Linked DNA regions of Callithrix jacchus: region 2 is linked to region 1. Evidence: chromatin contacts called from public Hi-C data. All regions are on one chromosome and are shown on one strand. The core of a region is the stretch at or near the end of the contact, and the rest is flanking DNA. Distances in the headings are between cores, read along the strand shown.

Evidence for each region. Hi-C and Micro-C count contacts between places; a contact is called where the count stands out from the background.
Region 2: a Hi-C map of skeletal muscle shows a contact between it and region 1, with 4 times the contacts expected there. The contact joins the promoter of ANAPC1 here to the promoter of TMEM87B in region 1. A contact is called at or near these places in 2 of 3 Hi-C or Micro-C datasets (both in skeletal muscle).

Annotation. Positions count from the first base shown.
Region 1 is chr14:22,511,330-22,518,937 of calJac240_pri, forward strand. TMEM87B (transmembrane protein 87B) reads right to left here and starts at 3,410. Exons shown (of 19, transcript XM_054244733.2): 1 at 3,217-3,410. The coding sequence starts at 3,381.
Region 2 is chr14:22,694,081-22,701,688 of calJac240_pri, forward strand. ANAPC1 (anaphase promoting complex subunit 1) reads left to right here and starts at 3,419. Exons shown (of 45, transcript XM_078348934.1): 1 at 3,419-3,673; 2 at 6,050-6,286. The coding sequence starts at 6,074.

The DNA.
Region 1 (7,608 bases), core at 2,160-4,659:
GCCTGGGTAACAACAGCGAAACTCTGTTTCAAAAAAAAAAAAAGAGGTAAAAGATGCTCCCATTTCAGTATTAGTGCTGTTCAGACATGACATGAACTATCTGCATTTGCATGCTGCTCTCTTGGTGTCAATTTGAACATACGTTTGATAAAGAACTGTCCCCCTCTCCCAGCTTCAAGTTGTTATGGTTTACCAATGCAATTACAGTAGACCAAAATTCTTTTTGTAGCCTATAGAACCCTGAATAATCAAGGCCTGCCCAACTCTCCAGCAACTTTCCAGTTCCTGAAAAGCATGATATTCTTTGCTGCCCTCAGGATTAGTGGTCACCCTAAAAATTTTACTTAAAAATCCTTCCTTTCACTCTGTTCATCTAGTTGGCTCCTTCTTACCCTTCAAAGCCCAGCTCAAAAGTCCGTTCTGCAGGAATTCTTCCACTGTGGCTCATATCAGGCCAGGCCCTCCCTTATATAATCCCTAGCCCCCTTTCTTCTTCATAACCTTTCCACAATTAAAATCAAATAATTGATTAGTTATTTACTGTCTTCTCTCCTCAAGAATAAAAGTCCTACAGTTAGAAACTGTGTTAAATGTATAAGTGATTAGAACTTTTAAAAAAAAGGCCAGGCACAGTGGCTTACGCTTGTAATCCCAGCACTTTGGGAGGCTGAGGTGGGTGGATCACGAGGTTAGGAGGTCAACACCAGCCTGGCCAACACAGTGAAACCCCGTGTCTACTAAAAATACAAAAGTTAGCTGGGCATAGTGTCGGATGTCTGTAATTCCACCTTTTTGGGAGGCTGAGGCAGGAGAATGGCTTGAAGCCGGGAGGCAGAGGTTGCAGTGAGCCAAGATCGTGCCACCACACTCCAGCCTGGGCAACAGAGCTAGACTCCATCTCAAAAAAAAAAAAAAAAAGAAAGAAATTAAAAAAACAAAAAACTACTGATAGGACAAGTGGTCTACCCTCTTCCCCCTCCCCAACACAGTTTCAACAATAATAACAATAAAATTCCCAATTTGGATCCCTCCTTTGAGCTCCAGATCCACATACCCAACTGCCTAAAGGACATGTTCGCTGGGGGTTGTCCAACAGACACACCTGTTTGGTTTTTCTTTTGTGTGTGTGTGTGTTTTTTTTTTTTTCAGATAGAGTCTCACTCTGTCACCCAAGCTGGAGTACAGTGGCATGATCTTGGCTTACAGCATCCTCTGCTGCCTGGGCTCAAGTGATTCTCTTGCCTCAGCCTCCCAAGTAGCTGGGATTACAGGAGCCTGCCAAAGTGCCTGGCTAAATTTTGTATTTTTAGTAGAGACGGGGTTTCGCCATCTTGGTCAGGCTGGACTCGAACTACTGACCTTGTGATTCACCCACCTCGGCCTCCCAAAGGACACATCTGTCTTAAACCAGACACAGTCCTCTCTGCTCACCAACTTTTCCTACACTGTCCACCTTGGTTGGAGGTGGTACCATTTACAGTACCCAAGCCATGGCTCCTTCCAGTTCCCCACTTCCATAGCCCAATCCCCAGGCATGCCTACTTTATCTCACAAACATTCATCAAACTTAGTTCTTCCTCTCCATCCCTGTCACCATGGCCCTAATTTAAGCCCTCTGCATTTCCTGCCTAATTTCTGCAGTAGCTTAACTGGTACCTCTACTTCCAGATCTGATCCTGTAATTCATGTTTAGATGAATTATACAAATGAGAGAAAGCCCCACCACTCTCCTTTTCTGTTTCTGACAACTTGAAATGAGGAAAACAGTAAGTCCACTCTTGGGAGAGAAGGGCTTTTAGACTTCTAGTGGCCCAGGGTCACATAAGAGTAAAATTAGACTAAAGGTCACACAGCACTCAAGGAGCGAACTTCTCTTCCTCATGCAGGAAGAAGTACACTTGGCAAAGATCTTTACAGATATGTTCAAATAATCTAACAATATGAATGCAGCTGATTCACTTCCAATAAAGCTACACTGACTATTCACTATAGTAGCAGCAGGAAACCATGAGAGTAGTTCACCGAGTTTTGCTTTTTCCCCGTTCAGAGAAACTAAATAACGGAAATGTGCAGACTATATATCTGGTGCACAAAACAAGTCACCAACCTGGAAGACTCCTGGAGGAAATGGCTGCACTAAGTCTTAAAGATCCAGAAAGATACTCAGCGTGTTCCTATGAGTAGCTTTTGTGTTGTGGGAAGAATTTGTAGTCTTTGGAACTACTTTCTTTTTCTGGTTAAGGGAACCAAAATATAAGTCTCATCTTTAGAACTTGGATATTATTGCATATGTCCATGGAAAATACCCATCCCAAACATTGCTGGATGAGTCAGCTGACCCTAGAGAAGCAGGAGATAATGCCTCTTACAGACTTTCTGTCTCTTTTGCAAGACTTTCCATAATTCTGCTCCTGCATCCCTCCCACATCATCTCCTCTAATTAATTACTGGATGCCAAGTTTTCTAATAGCCTTCCTTGGAAAGAAGAGTTTCCACCTACTCATGCCTCCAGATTCACCTTTCAAGCACTCCCTAATCACAAGTTTTGCCCCACCTACACACATACACATACACATACACACCCACATTCTTACTCATAAACTCCCGGAACTGTGATAGGAGCTGTAGAGAAATTCAGGAACTCAGGAAAAGAGAAATAGAGGTAGGGTGACTACCGCACGTTTCCCCCTCATTTTAATTTTCTTTCTTTTTTTTTTTTTTAAAGAAGGAAGCGGCAGACTCGCTTTCCAAGTGATGCCGAAACTGAAGCGCGGAAGTCCTCCCTGCGGCCTCAGGGATGTAGCCCACTGTGGCTGCGTCCGGACAGGACGAGTAGAATCCCAAAGACGCTGCTAGATGTGCCAAGAGATTCTGGGCTTAGGTCTGAATAAACAAGGACCTGATCCAGCCAAAACATGTCAGAGCAGAATGAGGGCCTGGGCGTCGGGAATGGTGACCCTCAGAAACAGTCCGAGCTCTGAAACGGGAGAGCCGTCCCATGTGCAATCCTGACTGCTCTTCCCCGCAGCCTATGTCCGGCCGGAGGGGCTGCTCTCCGCTCCCCGCTCGTAACAGACGAAAGGCTCGGGGATGGTATTAGGGGACCCGGAGCAGGCCCGGCTGAGGCCAGGTGAACAAGCCCGGGGTCAAGTGAAGCCCCGTGAGGGCCCTGAGGGCCCAAGACGCGCCACACCTCGGTCCCGACACTCCACTTACGTCGTTGACTGTCTCTAACCAGACCCCGAGCTCGGGAACGGCGCGCACAACCGCCGGGGCCCAGCACAGGAGGCAGAGGGCGACGCGCAGCAGCGGGTCCCGGGGTGGAAGGTAGCAGCGACGGTACGGCAGGAGCCCGGCCCCGGCCCTGCCGAAGGCGGCCATCTTGACCCAGAAGCCGCACCTGGTGCTCTGAGAAGCCTGCCACGCCCCGAGCCCGCACCTGGTGCAGCTCCGCCCCAGGCAGGCGGGTCCGGATCTGGGACGCCGGGCTCGGACTCGGGTGTAGAGGAGGGCCTGGGACTGGGACTGGGACTGGGACTGGGACTGGGGCTGGGGCTGGGGCTGGGGCTGGGGCTGGGGCTGGGGCTGGGGCTTGGGCTTGGGCTTGGGCTTGGGCTTGGGCCTGGGCTCGGGTCTGGGCCTGGGCAGAGAGGCGCGGTGCAGGCCTGGGAAGCGGGCCCACGGCCGGGAGGCAGGGCTCAGGGCTCAGGGCTCAGGGCCGGGCCAAGCCTGCAGCTCGAGGATGCGTGGAAGGTAGAGATGGGAACCAGGATGTGGAGTTGGGACCGAGACGTGGAGGCGGGGCTAAAGGGGCTTGAGCGTGGAGATAAGAGGCGGAGCCGGAGCGTGGAAGGGAAGGCTGGCAGCCGGAGTGCGGAGGTGGGACTGGGTAGGGAGGTGCCGCCCGAGTGTGGAGACCAGGCGGAACTCAGGAGTGTGAAGGCGGGGCAGGGCGGGGGAGGGATGCAGAGCTCGGGACCATGCGGAGTGAGGAGACAGGGCGGGGATGTAGGAAGGTCTCCGGAGAGTGAAGGCGGGAGGCAGGGGCTCGAGAGCGTGAAAAGCAGGGCGGGGCGGGAGGCGGTGCTCGGGACAAGGCTGGGTGTGGAGTCGGGGCGGGGTTGGAGGCGGGCTCGGGAGTGCGGAGGCGGGGCGGTGTGGGAGGCGGGATCGAAACCAGGCGGAATGGAGGCGGGGGGGACAGGGCGGGGTTGGAGGTGGGGCTCTGGATGTGGAGGCGGGGCGGGAGGCCGGGTCGGAACCAGGTAGAGTGGGGAGACTGAGTGGGGCCTGTAGGCGGAGCTCGGGGGTGTGGAGGCGGGGCGGGGTTTGGGACCAGGCCGGAGTGCGGAGATAGGACACAGTAGGAAGGAGGAGCTGGGGGCCAGGCCAAGCGTGAAGGCGTGGCCATGTGGGGGCGTGGCTTGGGACAGGGCCGGAGTATGGAGGCGAGAGCGGACGGGGAGGCGGAGTCTGAGCGTAAAGGCGGGGCTGGTCAGGGAGTTGGGGGTCGGAGAGGGGATGTGGAGTTGAGGACCAGGCAGTAGTGTGGAGACCGGGCCGGTCAGAAAGAAGCGTTTGGGGTTAGGCCGTAGTGAGGAGGCGAGGCTGGGAGAGGAAGCAGGGCTTGAGGCAAGCCCTAGTATGGAGACGGGACTGGGTGGAGAGAATCCTAAATGTGGAGGCGTGGCCTGAGTGGGGAGGCGGGGCAGTTATTTAAAGTCAGGGAGGCTGGGTGCTGTGGCTCACGCCTGTAATTCCAGCACTTTGGGAGGCCGAGGTTGGTGGATCACGAGGTCAGGAGTTCGAGACTAGCCTGGTCAAGATGGTGAAACCCCGTCTCTACTAAAAATATAAAAAAATTAGTCGGTAGTAGTGGCGGATGACTGTAATCTCAGCTACTTGGGAGGCTGAGGCAGGAGAATCAGTTGAACCTGGGAGGCGGAAGTTTCAGTGAGCCGAGATCGCGCCACTGCACTCCAGGATGAGCGACAGAGCAAGACTCCGTCTCTAAATAAATAAACATAAATTCAGGGAATGTGCCGGCAAAGTGCTTTGAGGCCAAGGCCAACTGAACACAAGGCATTGTGTGGTGAAGTTTAATGTTGATAGAACAGTTAATACTTTTCAGAACAAATAGTTACCTGACTGCTTAAAGCTCAGAGGGGTCAGGGCTTGGATCTGTCTTATTGTGTTCCTTGCCTTGCATTTTTTTACTGTAAGCTGAATACTTATTGTGCTGTCAACGAGAATTAGTTAATTCATTGTCAAATATAAATAATGTCCAGCAGGGGAATAGAATCTTGTGCTAACATTGTTATTAACATAGAATAAGATCTATCTATAGTCAAAAGGACTTGGCTGCTTTACCAGTCACCAGTAATTATTGAGGACCTACCATATACTAGAGATCGCATGTGCGTCTTCCCGGCAAGCAATATAGTCTATTCTGTTTAGGTCGGAATAACTTTGCAAGAGGACCACAGGGGAACATCCACTAGAGATTTACGAGGTAACTCAGGGACAGAAGGAGAGAATAATAGATGAGATTTGAGTTCTACAAGAAGAGTTTCGGGCAAGTTACCTGTGGGAGTGAGGGGTAAGTCTGAAGTTGTTTTAGTTACAAGAGAACTGGAGGAATGGAAAGATCTTCCAGATGACTGGATGTTGGTGTGAGATGGGAAGTGGCAAAGCTGGGAATATTTAAACAATACCAGAGCATACAGGCATTCCTAAATTAAGTTAGGCAGATGACACCTTTAGTGTAAGAACACAGGAGAGGCAATGATGTTTTTAAGTAAGGATGAGGTGATCAGAAAGATCACATTGGTTGTCAAATTGGGAAACAGGAGCATAGGAGAGCCAGGGTGACGCTATTTTAAAAAATCAACTCCATTTTAAAACTTAGCAAGGCACATTTATTGCCAGTCACCACCCATAGCACTTTGGGAGGTCAAGGCAGGCGGATAGTTTGAGCTCAGTTCACGAGCAGCCTGGGCAACATGGTGAAACCCTGTGTCTACACAAAATACAAAAATTAGCCAGGTGTGGTGTCGTGCCTGTGTTCCTGGCTACTCAAAGAAGGTGAGGTGGGAGGATCACTTGAGCCTGGGAGATGGAATTTGCAGTGAGCCCTGCACTCTAGCCTGGGTGACAGAGCCAGAGCCTGTTACGCACACGCACGCAGAGAGAGAGAGAGAGAGAGAGAGAGAGAGAGAGAGAGAGAGAGAGAGAGAGAGAGAAAGAGAGAGATGCTATGATTCACTGAAAAAAGACAACGTCGTTTCTGTGGTATTCCTGCCAAAAATGCAAAAATGCATCTAATCAAGGTATTCAAGTAAATGTGGAAAAGATTCACATGCCTAAATCTAAGCACAAGGAAACATTAGACAAACCAAATTGAGAGACATTCTACAAAGTAACTAGCTGATATACTTAAAAAAAAAATGTCGGGGTCATGAAACAGTTGAGGAACAGTTACAGATTAAAGGAGACCCGAGGATCATGATAACTAAATGTGATACATGAGCCTAACAATCTGGAGCCTGTACCAGAAAAATTGTTTTTTGCTATAAAAATTATTTAGACAATTGGTGAAATTTGAACAAGGACTGTAAATAAGAAAATGGTATTGTATCAATGTGAATTTTCTGAATGTGAAAACAGTACCATTATCACACTAAGAGAATGTCCTTTTTCTAGAGGAAAGCACACTGAAGTATTTAAAGGTAAATGAGCAGCACATCTGAACTTATTTTTCAATAGTTACAAAAAAACTATGTATTATATATATAAGCTTCATATATATATATGTATATATATAAAACATGTATACCATCTCCATCTATTTATCTGTTTACCTGTCTATCTATCAAGATAATCTAATAAAGCCAATTTGAATGAAGAGTATACAGGAGTTCTTTGTATTCTTCTTGTAACTTTTCTTTGAGTCTGAAATAGTTTCAAAAGAAAAACTTCGAAAACTAAGAAAGAAGTGGGTAATCACTCTGTGGTTCTCCCTGCATATATGTTAATCAAATTTATAAGAAGAAGAAAGGAGGAGTAGGAGAAGGAAGGAAGAAGGAAAGGAGTATCTCACACCTCTCAAATCCCATACAGGGATCTAACTTGGTGTTCTAAACAGCAGATGGAAAATTTATGATTACTTGCTAAAAATAGATAATAGACTGATTGCCAGAAAGCTTTACTCATTCTCTGTAAATAAGAAACTGTATAATTTTTTTTTTTTTTTTTGAGACAGAGTTTTGCTCTTGTTACCCAGGCTGGAGTGCAATGACACAATCTCGGCTCACCGCAACCTCTGCCTCCTGGGTTCCAGCAATTCTCCTGCCTCAGCCTCCTGAGTAGCTGGGGTTACAGGCACGCGCCACCATGCCCAGTTAATTTTTTGTATTTTTAGTAGAGGTGGGGTTTCACCATGTTGACCAGGATGGTCTCGATCTCTTGACCTCGTGATCCACCTGCCTCAGCCTCCCAAAGTGCTGGAATTACAGGCTTGAACCACCACGCCCGGCCAATTTTTTATTTATAAAATTAAATCTTGGGGCAAACAAAAATTGTCCAAAGAATAAATAAGGAAAAATTTGT
Region 2 (7,608 bases), core at 2,169-4,668, 180 kb after region 1:
GAGCCACCACGCCTAGCAGCCACTTGTGTATTTTTAGAAAAATGTCTATTCAAATCCTCTGCCCATTTTTAAATTGGGTTGTCTTTTTTTTTTTTTCTGGAGGCAGAGTTTCACTCTTATTACCCAGGCTGGAGTGTAATGGTGTGATCTCGGCTCACTGCAACCTCTGCCTCCTAGGTTCAGGCAATTCTCCTCCCTCAACCTCCTGAGTAGCTGGGACTACAGGCACGCACCACCATGCCTAGCTAATATTTTGTATTTTTAGTAGGGACGGGGTTTCACCATGTTGACCAGGATGGTCTCGATCTCTTGACCTCATGATCCACCCGCCTCGGCCTCCCAAAGTGCTGGGATTACAGGCTTGAGCCACCATGCCCAGCCAGCTTTACTCTTATATTTTGGTCTTTGATGCACTTTAAAATTTTTGTATATGTTACGTAGTATGAATCAAGATAGATTCTTTCCATATGAATATCCAATTATTGCAACACTAATTGTTGAAAAGATGCTGTCCTCCTTCATTTGCTTTTGCAAGTTTGTAAAACAACAACAAAAAAATCAATTGGCCTCACTCTATAACTGAGGGCTGCACATATTGTCTTCCTTCCAAAGAGTAGAGTATGGAAAGTAGGGAAATGCAACATCATAGTAGAGAAATCTGACAAACTACTCTCTCAGTTAGGTGATCAAGGTTGACATCAACAGTGATAAGTTATGCTGTTGATAAGTACCTTTGATATGATGTGATGAAAATGACACTTTATGATCTTCCTCTCCCAAATCCATATTCCCAGGCTAATCATGAAGAAACATCAGCCGGGCGTGGTAGCTCACGCCTGTAATCCGAGCACTTTTGGGAGGCCGAGACGGGTGGATCACAAGGTCAAGAGACCGAGACCATCCTGGTTAACATGGTGAAACCCCGTCTCTACTAAAAAATAAAAAAAATTAGCTGGGCATGGTGGTGCGTGCCTGTAATCCCAGCTACTCAGGAGGCTGAGGCAGGAGAATTGCCTGAACCCAGGAGGCGGGGGTTGTGGTGAGCTGAGATCGCGCCATTGCACTCCAGCCTGGGTAACAAGAGCTAAACTCCGTCTCAAAAAAAAAAAGAAAAAAAGAAAGAAACATCAGACAAATTCCAATTAAGGGAGATTCTACAAACTTATGAAATGTGGTGGTTGCAGTGGCTTATGCCTGGAATCCCATCTACTTGGGAGGCCGAAACAGGAGGACTGCTTGAACACAGGAGTTTAAAGCTGCAGTGAGCTGTGTTTGTGCCAATGCACTCTAGCCTAGGCAACACAGCAAGATTGTATTTCTTAAAAAAAAAAATCTGAATAGGCCGGGCGCGGTGGCTCAAGCCTGTAATCCCAGCACTTGAGAGGCCGCAGCGGGTGGATCACGAGGTCAAGGGATCAAGACCATCCTGGTCAACATGGTGAAACCCCGTCTCTACTAAATATACAAAAAAAATTAGCTGGGCATGGTGGCTCGTGCCTGTGGTCCCAGCTACTCGGGAGGCTGAGGCAGGAGAATTGCCTGAACCCGGGAGGCGGAGGTTGCGGTGAGCTGAGATCGCGCCATTGCACTCCAGCCTGGATAACAAGAGCGAAACTCCGTCTCAAACAAAACAAAACAAAACAAAACAAAACAACAAAAAAAATAAAGTATGGATTTTAATTACTAATAATGTGTTGATATTTGTTCATTATGTCTAACAAATGTACTATACTAATGTAAAATATTGATAGTAGGGAAACTGGATGCAGAAACTGGGTATAGGGCATACAGAAAAATTTCGAACTATCTGTAATTTTTTTCTTTTTTTTTTTGAGACAGAGTTTAGCTCTTGTTACCCAGGCTGGAGTGCAATGGCGTGATCTCGGCTCACCCCAACCTCCGCCTCCTGGGTTCAAGCAGTTCTCCTGCCTCAGCCTCCCGAGTAACTGGGCTTACAGTCACGCGCCACCATGCCCAGCTAATTTTTGTATTTTTAGTAGAGATGGGGTTTCACCTTGTTGACCAGGATGGTCTTGATCTCTTAACCTCTTGATCCACTTGCCTCGGCCTCCCAAAGTGCTGGGATTATAGGCTTGAGCCACCGTGCCCGGCCGAAATTTTTTTTTTTTTTTTGTTAATCAATGAGAACTTGGTATGTTGCTCAGGTTGGCCTTGAATTTATAGCCTTGCCTCCTCAAACGCCAGTACAACTGGCCAGAGCCACCGCGGCTCCGTGTTTTTTCTTTAAAAAAGTTTAAAGTATCAATTCGGTATATTTGTATTTCTTTATTTTCTTTTTCTTTCTTTTTTTTTGTTTTTCAGAGAGTCTCGCTCTGTTGCCCAGGCTGTAGTGCTGTGGCGCGGTCTCGGCTCTCTACAAGCTCTGCTGCCTGGATTCAAGCGATTCTCCTGCCTCAGCCTCCCGAGTAGTTGGGATTACAGGCACGTGCCACCACGCCAGGCTAACCTTTTGTATTTTTAGTACAGACGGTGTTTCACAATGTTGGCCAGGCTGGTCTAGAATTACTGACTTCGTGATCCTCTTGCCTCAGCTTCCTAAAGCGCTGGGATTACATTTGTGAATCACCATGCCCGGCCTTTATTTCTTAACTTTAACTGTTTCACGAATCTTTGTTTCTATCCTTTCTCCTATAACCCACTCTTTTTTTTTTGACAAAGTCTTGCTCTGTTTCCCAGGCTAGAGTTCAGTGGTGCGATCATAGCTCACTGCAGCCTCGAACTTCCGGCTCAAGTGATTCTCCAGCCTCCCAGGCAGCTGGGACTACAGGTGCATGCCACCATGCCAGGCTAATTTAAACATTTTTCTTTTGTGGAGACAGGGTCTCGCTATATTGCCGAGGCTGGTTTCAAACTCTTAGGCTCCAGCGATCCTCCTGCTTCACCTCCCAAAGTGCTGGGATAACAGGCGCGAGTGGCCGCTGGGGTTCTTAACCTGGGTCTTTGAATCGCCTCAAGAAGTGTCTCTGAATCTGGGAATTGCAAACAACGTTTCTATGAGGACCTTCATACGGTTTATCGACTCTTCGAATTGTATGGACTGCATAAGGGCATAGAGCACCGGCACGTAGAGAAAATCAGCAACCCCTGCTCCCCACCCTCTGCCTAGATGTGCCTACCTTCACGTGGGGTCAAGAGGAAGAAGCGAAACCAGGCAGAAAAAAACCTGAGATCAAGGAGGCAGTTTAGGTCCCTAGTGACATGGCCTGAAGAGAAATTGGACGGCAGGAGAATCCTTTCACTCTATGGACTCTGGCAGACACAATCCTGCTTTGGGGATCGGATCAGTCACACGCCAGGTGGAAAGAGCCCACAAGTTCTGCCCGGCCGCAGTCTTCCCGCAACTGCGCAGGCGCCGGGACTGCTAGGCCACCGCGCGCCTACAGCGATGCCCCGCCCTGGAGCGAGGCCGGACGGGAAAGTCAAGATGGACGCGTGCATTTGAACGTCTCGCACGCCTGCCTGCCATTAGGACTCGTACCCGCTGCTGTTGCCCATTTCTCCTCCAGAAAACGGGAAGGAGAGGGGATGAGAAGCTGCCACGGTCGAGGAGTCACTGTGACGGACCCCGCCGCTGCCCTCGGGCCTCCTCGGCCCTTGCACCTCCGGGGAGCAGCCGGGTCTCGCCGCGCCTGACGCGTCCCGAGTTACACAGGTGCGGCCCCGGATCCGCTGTACTTGGGTGGTCTGTCGCATGCCGCGTGACTCTAGCACCTGGCCCGAGGCCGATCCGCCCCTGATGGCCTTAGGGCTGGGAGCCTGGGGGACTTGGAACCTGGGGAGGGCTCTGAGTGTGCCCCTCGGCCGAGGGGGCTCGGCCTGCGGGCTGGGGTGCTCCTTCTACTCACTGCTTGCTAACCTCTTACCTGAGCTGTGCGCTGCATGCAGTGTTCAGCCTCGGCTTCTAAATTGGCCTCCAGTCTCTCTGAGCTGGTTTTCTGAGCCCCGGCTTGTAGCCTGTTTTCACCGTTCCCTAGAATGGCTGGGGGAAGTTCTTCCTTATTGTGGAGACTTAACTCAGGCTCCGGTTGGTGTGCATTTGGGTCCCCCCCACCGTTTTTTTGGCAGGGTAGTGTTTTTCTGTAGGAATCATTGCTGATATTTTTATTTATAGCATATGAATTAATAGTATTTTTATGTGTAGCTGTTTATGTTGCCCCTAACAAGTAAAAATATTCCTAAAAGTTTAGGTTATTGTGAAAGTATTAAATATGTGGCCTTAATCAGTACAAAATGATAATTTTTAAATAAGTCTATAGTTTTCTGTCAAAGTTATAAGAAAATAACATTATAGGCCGGGCTTGGTGGCTCACGCCTGTAATCCAAGCACTTTGGAGGCCAAGGTGGGCGGATCACCTGAGGTTGGGAGTTCAAGACAAGCCTGACCAACATGGTGAAACCCCGTCTTTAAAAAACAACATAACCAAAAACAACAACAAAAAAACAAAATAACATTATAAAATTGCAGAACTAAAGTTTCATAAAATCAAAAGTTCATTGATGTTGGTTATCTTGTTGAATAAAATATAGGAAGACCAGCTGAATTTTGTTTTCTTGTAAGTTTTATAAGGCACTTTTTAGTTGTGTTCCAAGTTCAAGTCTTTTCAATACTGCAACCTCTACGTCCCAAAGCGATTATCGTGCTACAGCCTCCCCAGTAGCTGGGATTACAGGCGCCCACGGCCACACCCAGCTATTTTTTTTCGGTACTTTTACTAGAGATGGGTTTCTCCACGGTAGCCAGGCTCCTCTCGAACTCCTGACCTCAAGTGATCTGCCTGCCTCTGCCTCCCAGAGTGCTGGGATCACAGGTGTGAGCCACCGCGGTCGGCTAAGAGTAACTTTTTTTTTTTTTTGAGACGGAGTTTTGCTCTTGTTACCCAGGCTGGAGTGCAATGGTGCGATCTCGGCTCACCACAACCTCCGCCTCCTGGGTTCAGGCAATTCTCCTGCCTCAGCCTCCTGAGTAGCTGGGACTACAGGCACGCACCACCATGCCCAGCTAATTTTTTGTATTTTTAGTAGAGACGGGGTTTCACCATGTTGACCAGGTTGGTCTCGATCTGTTGACCTCGTGATCCATCCTTCTCGGCCTCCCAAAGTGCTGGGATTACAGGCTTGAGCCACCGCGCCTGGCCAAGAGTAACATTTAATTGACAGCAAAATAACTTTGTCACCTTAGAGGGGCTGCATAGGAACTACGTAGGCCTTGGGTGTTTGTGTGGCCATTTAGGTCTCTTGCCTTATGAGCAGCAAGTCAATATATGGAAACAGCGGGGTTTGCAGCAGATGAAGTGTTTTACTTGCAGAGCCACCAAACTAGGAGACTGAGGAAACTTCAAGTCTGTCTCCCCAGAGAGTTAGGGTCTAGAGGTTTCAAAGAGTTTGGAGGTTAGTGGGCTAAGGTATTGACTGATCGGAGAATGAAGGATGAAGTCCTAGGATGGAGAGACAAACCACATTCTCATGCTGATGTGGTTCCTTGATGGGGTCTTTAGCCTGCATCATTTCGAAAGAAAAGTCTTAGGCTCCTAACATTAAAAATCCTATGTATAGAAATATGGTATATAAGCAGGTACAGGAAAGTGGGTTAAAGGGCAACCAAATTATGCTTATCTGTATTTTGTATAAAGCCTGGCTGCTTCCTAACCTGTGGTGAAGGCTTTAACAGTTCACATTTTTGTAGTAATAAACTGTACTGTAGAGTACAACTTGTCTAAATACTTCATATATAAAGTATGGAAAAATTGGTGTATAGTGGTAGGAAACATGAGCTAGGTGGTGTGGGACACAACTCGTTGTTGCAACTCAGTGGTTTCCTGTAATGGTAACTGTCAGTCTGTGACTAAAATGTGATAACTGCGTTTGCCTGAAAGAATCAGATCTCGAATGCCCTTTGATGTTATGACTACTTACCAACATGATGTAATTATTTGACATTCATGTAAGAATTAATGACTTATGTGTTTGTGGTATTTTTATTCTAGTTTTGAGTTTTGAAGCTGACCAGAATGTGTTTGAATTCATACAGAAATAATGTTGATATTTGGAACCCATGTCGAACTTCTATGAAGAAAGGACAACGATGATTGCAGCCAGGGATTTGCAGGAATTTGTTCCTTTTGGTCGAGACCACTGCAAGCACCACCCTAATGCTTTGAACCTTCAACTTCGCCAGCTGCAGCCAGCCTCTGAATTATGGTCTTCTGATGGTGCTGCTGGCTTGGTGGGATCCCTTCAGGAGGTTACAATCCACGAAAAACAGAAGGTTCCATTGAGTTTCCCATTGAATTTTTGAAATGTAGAGTGATATGATCTACTTGTAATTTAAGGCTACTGAAATGCAACTGAGAGATGAGTGTGATGCCACTTCTAGGGTAGAGTTAAGGTGTGGTAATTTCAATAAGTGTTGAAAATAATGACTTTATTACATTGTCATAGTGACTTCTTTAGATGCCCTGTATAACTTGTGGTTTTGTAATGAGAGTCAGGTTCAGTAGCATGATTGTAGTCCATTTTAAACTTTTTCTTTTCACTTAGTATATGGGAACCAGATTTCCTGTTATTTAATGATTAAATGGTAGAGATTAGAAATAGTTCCTGCTGCAGAAGATTTACATGTTTCTTTTTTTTTTGAGACCGAGTTTTGCTCTTGTTACCCAGGCTGGAGTGCAATGGCGTGATCTCGGCTCACCACAACCACCGCCTCCTGGGTTCAGGCAATTCTCCTGCCTCAGCCTCCTGAGTAGGTGGGATTACAGGCACGCGCCACCATGCCCAGCTAATTTTTTGTATTTTTAGTAGAGACGGGGTTTCATCATGTTGACCAGGATGGTCTCGATCTCTTGCCCTCATGATCCACCCGCCTCGGCCTCCCAAAGTGCTGGGATTACAGGCGTGAGCCACCGTGCCCGGCAAGATTTACATGTTTCTAAAGGGGAGAAAAAATGCCATGAAAGTAGGTAAAGTCATAGTTCTTTTTTTTTTTTGAGATGGAGTTTCACTCTTGTTGCCAGGTTTGAGTGCAATGGCATGATCTTGGCTCACCACAACCTCTGCCTCCCAGGTTCAAGTGATTCTCCTGCCTCAGTTTCCCAAGTAAGTGGGATTACAGGCATGTACCAGCACACCCAGCTAATTTTGTAATTCTTTTTTTTTTTTTTGAGACAGAGTTTCGCTCTTGTTACCCAGGCTGGAGTGCAATGGCGCGATCTCAGCTCACCGCAACCTCCGCCTCCTGGGTTCAGGCAATTCTCCTGCCTCAACCTCCCGAGTAGCTGGGATTACAGGCACGCGCCACCATGCCCAGCTAATTTTTTGTATTTTTACTGGAGGCAGGGTTTCACCATGTTGACCAGGATGGTCTCGATCTCTTGACCTCGTGATCCACCCTCCTCGGCCTCCCAAAGTGCTGGGATTACAGGCGTGAGCCACCGCGCCCGGCCTAATTTTGTAATTTTTTTAGTAGAGACAGGATTTCTCCATATTCATCAGGTGGTCTCGAACTCCTGACCTCAGGTGATCTGCCCGCCTCAGCCTCCCAAAGTGTTGGGATTACAGGCGAGTCATAGTTCTTAAGTAGGGGAATGA